2 separate regions of the Mus musculus genome follow, and region 1 is linked to region 2. A link is a contact called in public promoter capture Hi-C data. All regions are on one chromosome and are shown on one strand. Each heading gives the region's core, a stretch centred on a gene start, on an enhancer-like site or on the middle of the called end of the contact. The rest is flanking DNA. Distances are from core to core; before and after follow the strand shown.

Evidence for each region. Capture Hi-C pulls out chosen DNA fragments and counts their contacts.
Region 1: a promoter capture Hi-C map of liver shows a contact between it and region 2. The contact joins the promoter of Grin1 here to the promoter of Nsmf in region 2. A contact is called at or near these places in 4 of 39 promoter capture datasets (the SN4741 cell line, neural stem cells, pre-B cells and 1 more), 1 of 115 datasets of contacts at active chromatin or transcription factors (double positive thymocytes) and 2 of 9 other capture datasets (adipose tissue and liver).

Annotation. Positions count from the first base shown.
Region 1 is chr2:25,317,168-25,321,581 of GRCm38.p6, forward strand. Grin1 (glutamate receptor, ionotropic, NMDA1 (zeta 1)) reads right to left here and starts at 2,020. Exons shown (of 20, transcript NM_008169.3): 1 at 1,462-2,020. The coding sequence starts at 1,719.
Region 2 is chr2:25,052,906-25,056,886 of GRCm38.p6, forward strand. Nsmf (NMDA receptor synaptonuclear signaling and neuronal migration factor) reads left to right here and starts at 1,474. Exons shown (of 16, transcript NM_001039386.1): 1 at 1,474-1,766; 2 at 2,093-2,154; 3 at 2,731-3,231. The coding sequence starts at 1,696. Pnpla7 (patatin-like phospholipase domain containing 7) reads left to right here. Exons shown (of 35, transcript NM_146251.4): 34 at 490-593; 35 at 766-1,167. The coding sequence ends at 888.

The DNA of each region.
Region 1 (4,414 bases), core at 770-3,269, 260 kb after region 2:
CACACATGCACCATGCCACACACATACACAACACAACACACACACAACACAACACACAAACACAAACACACATATACACACACAACACACATGCACCATGCCACACACATACACACCACACACGCACAACACAACACAACATACAAACACACACACAACTCACATGCACCATGCCACACACATACACACCACACACACACCACACCACACAAACACACACGCACCATGACACACACACACACACACCACACAAACACACACACACCACACACACAAGACACCACACAACACACACTACAACACACACACACACACAACATGCCACACACACATACACACCACACATACCACACACATACACCACACCACACACACACACACACACACAGAGGCACATGCAGTTGGTAGATCCTCTCTTCTGACCAGGGCTCACCGCTTGTAAAGTGAGGCAGGGTGGGAATGGGGACACAAAACTCTGGCATGGCCTCTACACTCTGCAATGTGAGGACTGCTTCTCACTGCCCTCACCATGATCCCCAGCCTGCACACTTTAGGTCACATTGTATGTAGGTATGCATGTGTATGAAGGTATGTAGGTATTCTTGAGCAAGGGCTGGAGCATGTTTGCACTATACACACCAGTGTGTCTATCTTGATATAGGACTCTCATGATGGAAGCAGTGTTGCTATGTGCACTGACCATATCAAGCAGGGTGTCCATGGATATACAGATGTGTGTGAGTGAGCATGTGCAGTTGACTGTGTTATTTTGAGACGTAGTGTGTGCTAGTGCCATGTGCATGAACATGTGTGTGAGCAGATATGTTCATGGATGTAGATGTCCTTTGAAAAGCAAGTATTAATAGACTTGGCACAGTCTCTGTTCCTGTCCTCATTTTACATAAGATGGTGCATTGCAGTGACTCTCATGGCTTCATTGGAATTCAGCAGCCAGTTCAGCTAGGGGAGGACAGCTTCACCAGCAACATGTCCTCCCCTGCAGCACACTGCACTCAGCTCCCACTCTGTGCCTTGGTGTCTCTGGCATGCGCAGTCCTCACTCCAACCCCTGCAGAGCCTGTTTGCTCTGGCACCTGGACCATCCTATGCAGACCCATGAATGGGGGAAGGGAAGAGAGGTAAGGAAAGAAACAAAGATAGCCCCAGGCCTCATCCAGCCAGTTCCCTGAAGTGCTCCTCCATCTTGTGCTCAAAATGTCTAGAACCACACTGACTAGATGGAACAGATCACCAATGATAGTCACATGACAGCACACATGGTCCTCTGAGGACCAGTCCAGGGGGAACCAGCAGACACAGACATTTGTCCCAGGCCTTTCCAGGGACCAGTTGGCTTGGGGTGGTCTGGTAAGGAGACTGAGAAGGACCAGGGAAGGATCGAATGAAACTGGGGCAGTGGAGGATGGTGGAGGAGCAGGGGAGAGAGGAAGTAGTGGTCACCTGGCTAGAGATGAGGTCCTCACACACTGACAGGGCCATCTGTATGGCGTTGGGCTTGTGGGTGACAGAAGTGGCGTTGAGCTGTATCTTCCAAGAGCCGTGTCGCTTATTGGCCTGGTTTACTGCCTCGCGGAACATCTGCTCGTGCTTGCGCGTGCTCAGCACCGCGCCGATGTTGACAATCTTGGGGTCGCAGGCAGCGCGGGCGAAGGAGCAGGAGAAAAGCAGGGCGAATGTCAGCAGGTGCATGGTGCTCATGAGCCTCGGGCACAGCGGGCCTGGTTCTGGGTTGCGCGAGCGCGACCACCTCGCGATGTACGGACCCCCGGGCCCCCGCGCGGTCAAGCACCCGCGGATTCTTCAGGAGCCCAGGGCGAGCGCGGCGGGTGCTGTCCGAGGTGCTGAAGCGTATTGGGCGCTGCTCGAACACCCGCGCGGAAAAGGCGAAAAAGACAGCTGCCTGGACTGTGCGACTGGTCCCGATGCTGCGGCGACTGCAGCAGCTGCGGAGTCGTGAGCGGGACCTACGCGTTCTACCCCTCCCACCGCCCCCGCTTCCTGACGCGGAGTCGAGCGCGCGCCTCCTGACGCGCGCCTGCGTTGGCGTAAATGCTTGGAGCGCGCGAGTGAGACGCGCCCACGTGGGCATGTGCACGCGCGTTAGCATACAGAGAACCAGGGACAGTCATCCGTGTGGTCCCGACTTGCGATAGCTGAGCCGGGTTTCTTATCACCACGTGCACCTGCACTCTTAAGTGTATTTAAACAGGAGGGAATGCATTGTGAATGCTTGAGTGTGCGCGCTCAAGTAGAAGTTCTTACCTACAGTTTGTAATATTTTGGGACTTGATTCTTCCAAGGTCAGGAAGAGGCCCTGTCCCTCTATACCGCTGGGGGAAGGATATTGGTGATTTCCTTCTGATAGGGCTCAGTATTATAGGAGAGAGTTGGATACACTCTAGAGGGTGAGATAGGATTGCTAGAGTTCAAGGCCAGCCTGGGCTACATAGTGAGTAACAGGATCTGTCTATAAATAAATAAAACCAAATTGGAGGGAGGGGAACACCACACCTTGGATCCGTGACTTAGACTCCCTTCTGGAGGTTAAGAATAGGTGTGACGGCCGGGCGGAGGTGGTGCACGACTTTAATCCCAGCACTCTGAAGGCAGAGGCAGGCAGATTTCTGAGTTCGAGGCCAGCCTGGTCTACAAAGTGAGTTCCAGGACAGCCAGGGCTATACAGAGAAACCCTGTCTCGGGGGGGGGGGGGGGGAAGGAAAGGAAAGAAAAGAAAAGAAAGAAAATTTAAAAAGAAGAAAAAGAAAAAATAGGTGTGACATTGGCTCCTCTACTATAGAGTGGTACCTTCTAGGAGACCTGAAGGAGACCAAGGACAGAGGAAGCTGTTTATAGCAGCTAAAGCAAGGTTAGACATCAGGCAGCACTGTCTGAATTAGATTATTTTGTATTCCCTGCTTCCTCTCTTTGGCTGTTCACCAGTGTGAACTGCATCTTGCTCCCAGCAGTCATTTCCCAGAGCTCTCCTTGTTTCTCAGTCTGGCAATCCTAATTCTTTGTCCCCCTCCTGCCATGTAAAGTACAGCCTTTCCCAAATTAAAAAAAAAAAAAAAACTGCTGAAGCTCCACCCCTGCCAGTGACATCAGTATTTCCAATAGCAACCAGGATTTTGCAGGCTCCCCTGTAAATGCTTCCTAGGGGATAAAGGAGGAGGTCGTCACACCTATGTGCTGAGCAGTGCAGGGGAGAATCCTGGACCCACACGTTCACACTCCTGAGTCCTCTTGTTAAAGCTGTCTTCCAGAGCAGAGGACAGGCAGGCCTGTGGCACTGTCTAAGACCCCTGTCTTGGCTCCCTTTCTTTTCTCTGCTGCCCGGAGGTTCCATGTCTGCACACTCTCTGTTCTGGCATTAAAGAACACAGAGGAAAGAGCTCAGCCTCATGGCCTCGAGGCTCTAACAGCTTTCAGGAGTCCCGGAGCTGGCACCATCTGCACACATGTTGGGGCCATCTCCAGACATCTGTGGTTTCTGACAAGTCAGGGCCTGAAGGCTGTATAGGGGTGGGCCTGGGCTCTGTCACTTCATGATAGGGCAGGAACCACCCATCCACCCCATGAACCAAAGACTGTTCCTTCTGACATGTTAGATCTTTTTGCTGAATATTCAATGATCAGTAGGTAGTTGTTCCCACGTAGGAATCTGAAATTGACCATGGTAGAGCTACTTATTTATACCAGGGAAGATTTGTCACGCAACAGAGTTTCCCTTCCTGAGAGCCCATTTGCCAGCAATTCTTGGGCTCTTCTTGGGCTGTGGGTCCTCAATCTTTTGGTCTAAACTCCTTGGAAAGGGCTCAATAGTGAGGGCAGGGAGAAGGCACAGCCTCTTCGACCCACCATCTCTTTTGACTCTGTTCCCTCTTATTCCTCAGGGGCTTGGTTGGATACAGTCATACAAGCCACCAATCGTGTTTCTGCCTGCTGCAGTAACAGACTGACTGACAAACTGTCTTGGGTTGAGACCTCACGGGGTCCTGGGGAGGCAAAGGCTGTGAACATGACCAAAGATGCTCAGAATTGTTCTGTGGTGGAACCCCTGGATGGGATCTGCCCCCAGGCTAGTATAGGAAACTCTGTTGTGTAAAGAGCATCAACAAAGGAGACTATGAATGCTTATGAGTCTACCCATGCTACTCCACTGCTCTGCCAATTGCAGCCCAACTGTGAAGGGGTTTGCCCTCTCCAACTCCTAGTTTAAGACAGGACTCATTGACCTCAGTTCATGGACAAATGTGGCTTTTTTTTGTTTTTTCGCTTTGCTTTTTGGTTTTATTTTGTTTTTCAAAACAGGGTTTGGTTTCTCTGTGTAGCCCTGGGTGTCCTGCAACTCACTCTGTAAACCAGGCTGGCCTCAAACTCACAGTTCTGCCTG
Region 2 (3,981 bases), core at 224-2,723:
GGAGGCCTTAGGAGGCCCGAGGGCCACATCCAACAACATGGCTCTGATCTACAACCCTGCAATGGGGCCCCCCATCTTGCAACAGAGCAACATGTTCTGCAGAATTCCCTGCTGCATGTACCATCTTAAAGAAGAACTTGAAAGGTGCTCTGGAGTCTTCCCAGGGTGAGAGCCCCAACACTGAGCTGAGTTTGTGCTGGTCTCCTTACACAACTCTGACCCGGCCCCCATGTGTGGTTAGGGAGTAGGTGAGGAGGGTCATGTTTTTGTGAAAAACACACAGGACACATTGTGGCGTGAGATGAACAAAGGCGCCTGTGAAGTGTTGCTGGGTCTGGAGGTTCCTCTGGCAGCCCTGGCACTGGGCAGCTCTCTGGGAACTGTTACAGTGGGGCTGGGCATGGCCATGTTCTGCTTCCCTTTTAGCCTTGCTTGGCACAGCCACTGTCCTTGGAGAGAGGACCAATGGAGCCCTCTCTTCTGCTCTAGATGAGTCTGACTATCAGACCGAGTATGAGGAGGAACTGCCAGCCATCCCCAAGGAAACGTATGCTGACTTCCAGAGCACTGGGATTGAGCTAGACTCTGACTCGGTGAGGTGCTGAACCCTGCCTTGCCTGTGCCGGACTCTGAGGTCCCCAAACAGGGCCTGCCCCTGGTCCCTGACTCTGGGCTAGCTACTGGTTTTCCCACTCCAGGTGATACAGTCTGGGGTCGGGCAAGCCCCCACTTTGCATATCTTGACCATGTCTGATTTGCTTCCAGGAATATGAGCCTTCGATGTTGCAAGGACCCCCCAGCTTGACTTCCCCAGAACAGTCCCAGGACTCCTTCCCTTGGCTCCCTAATCAAGATGACCAGGGGCCAAGACTGGAACATCCTTCCTGACTGGATAAATAAATAAAACACCTGGGCCTCACCCTTAGACTGAGGCTGCACCCATTCCTTAGAGGCTACTTCAGTTGCCTGACAAGATCAAACTGGATGATATAGCCATCTGGCTTCTTCCAGAGACATGGGCTGTGTTATTGGAGTCGTGGGCCTCTTCACTTCCCCGGCACCCTTGTATCCCCACAGCAGTACTGAGGAGCACGGACGCCTCTGTGAGGCATGGGAAGGTGGGATTGTTGAACTAATAAACGTTAATCTGATTGTGTGGCTATTTTACTCTGGTGTAAAGGTTGCAGGGGCAAAGAGCTAAGTGGACCTGAGGTCGGGAAGGTCAGTGGGTGATCTCTTGTTCTTTCAGGACCCTTTTGCTTCCAGGCAGCAACTCTAGGCTGGGCTAGGATGCTCCGGGTCTGAAGGAAACTAGGGTTTCCCCCTAAATCAAGGGTTTCTTTGGGCATACACAGGCCCTGGCCTAAGTGGAAGGGCATCACTTTTATGCCCCCAAGAAGAAAGCCTCCGGGAGGAGCCGCCTTTTAGCCACGCCCTTATCTGTCATCATGGGGGTGGTGCCAACTCAGGCTCAGCGTCAGGAGGCGGAGCACCGCCCCCGGGTCCAGCCGCGCTCTCCTACAGTGGCTGGACGCGCTGGGCGCTGGGTGCGGCCATGCGGGGCCTGGGCCTAAGTCTGACCCTGACCCTGAGGCTGAGACCTAGCGCGACCTCAGGCGCCGTACGGCTCCCCCGGCAGAGGCGGCGGGCGCGAGGCGCGCTCTGAAATCCGGGGGATGCGCGGGCGCCGTGACCATGGGTGCCGCCGCCTCCAGGAGGAGGGCGCTGAGGAGCGAGGCCATGTCCTCGGTAGCGGCCAAAGTAAGGTGAGTGGGCCGGGCTGACCGGCTACTGCTGCCGGCTACCCTCTGTGGTATGTGCTGCTACCCCAATGCCCTGTGATCTTCCTGTTCCGGAGTGGGCATTGGGCCTTAAAACCTGACGCCCACAGGCTGGGCAGATTAGACAGAAAGTAGTAGGAGGTCTCTGACCAGGATGCCCTGGCACTCTGTGGTGGGTGGGAAGAGCCCACCTCTTCTCATGTTGATGTGGAAGGCCTGGGTGGGGGTAAGTATGGTAGGGAGGGTCTTGCCAGTATTGGAGGCTGGTAGCCAGCTTGTACTGACCCGTGTTCCCTCTGCTTACCATGCAGAGCAGCCCGAGCGTTTGGAGAGTACCTGTCCCAGAGTCACCCTGAGAACCGCAACGGTGCAGGTAGGCACACTGGAAACAAAAGGCTGTTCTGGGTGAGTCCTCTGCCCCAGGCCAAGGCCAGGACCAGGACCAGGGCCAGGGCCAGGGCCAGTGGAGTGTGAGCCAGCCCAGGTACCTTGCTGGCCTGTCTACCTCACATCCCTTGCCCTCCAGGGCCCAGAACCCTAGGAGGAGCTCCAGTCACCCATCTCCATGGCGCCCTCCCAGCCTGGGTTGTTGGCATGGCAACAGGCCTCTTGGCACCCCCAGGGCTGGCACCACTGTCTGGGGGCCAGCTGGTGGGGGGAGGGGAGGAATTGGCACCAGGCAAATGGGTGTATCTGCAGGCTCTTGGGGGGATATCGGCCTGTCTATTCTTAACTTCTGATGATTATGCACAGGTAGTGAGGCCTGCCTGCCGCCCCAATCCTCACTCTCACAAGGGCTTCAGGCCCAGATAAGCAGAGAAACAGGCCACCTGGTAGAGCCTTCTCTAGTAACCTCAGCCCCCTCATTAAGGTTGGGGCTTGTTGAGTGTGCCAGAGGACCGGGAGGGTAGACCATCAGGCTGAAGGTTCACCTGATGCCTTTCCCTAGACCACCTGCTGGCTGACGCCTACTCTGGCCACGACGGGTCCCCAGAGATGCAACCTGCACCCCAGAACAAGCGCCGCCTCTCCCTCGTCTCCAATGGCCGATATGAGGGCAGCATCTCAGATGAGGCAGTCAGCGGGAAGCCGGCTATAGAGGGCCCCCAGCCCCACGTGTACACCATCTCTAGAGAGCCCGCCCTGCTACCTGGCTCTGAAGCTGAAGCCATTGAGCTAGCAGTGGTAAAAGGGAGGAGACAGCGGGAACGGCACCCTCACCACCACAGCCAGCCCCTGCGTGCCAGCCCAGGCAGCAGCCGGGAGGACATCAGCAGGCCCTGCCAAAGCTGGGCAGGAAGCCGCCAGGGCTCCAAAGAGTGCCCAGGATGTGCCCAGCTGGTCCCTGGTCCCTCTTCTCGGGCCTTTGGGCTGGAGCAGCCACCTCTACCTGAGGCTCCTGGCCGCCACAAGAAGCTGGAAAGGATGTATAGCGTTGATGGAGTGTCTGGTGAGGGCCTTATCTTTGGGCCTGGGCAGATACCTGCTGGCCTCTAGCAGCAGCAGCCAACACTGCAAAGCTGGGTACCCTGGTGTGATAGCAGTCAGGATGAAGTCCCTTCCATCTGAGCTCACCTCCTCGCCCAAATCCTGTGAACTGTGGACAAACCAACCTACCACAGTTTATCAAGGATACTTCCTGGAGGAGAGGGCCTGGGAGGACCTTGAAGACATAGATCAGGCCATCTTCAGAAGCTACAAGGGAGGGAAGTTTTTTGGGCCCTGAGGTTATTGATGCTGAGCTGGAAGGGAGGGCTGGGATGCCCTGAGGCATGCTGTACTTAGGGACTATCCTTCCCCCGTGCACCATGCCTGGGCTGCAGAGAGTAGCTCTAGGGGACCCCAGGAAATGAACAACTCATCAAGGTGGGCTGCACCCTAAGGACCTCTCACCCCTCTGGTAGGGATGAAAGGAGGGAAATGTCTGGCCAGCTGGCAGCTAAGAAGGGCTACCTTATGTCCAAGGGGGACAAAATATGACAGTGCAGAGACACCTCTGAGAATGTTCCTCACACTGAACCACTAGAGAGAACGTTAAACAGAGACCACCTCAAGCCAAGCGATAGAAAGATAGCTCAGAGACTAAGAACACTCACTACTAGTGCAAGAGGACCCAGTTTTGGTTCTTAGCAACCACATTAAGCAGCTTACAACCACCTCTCTCCTCCTCCATACCCCCTTCTCTAAATAAATAAATAAA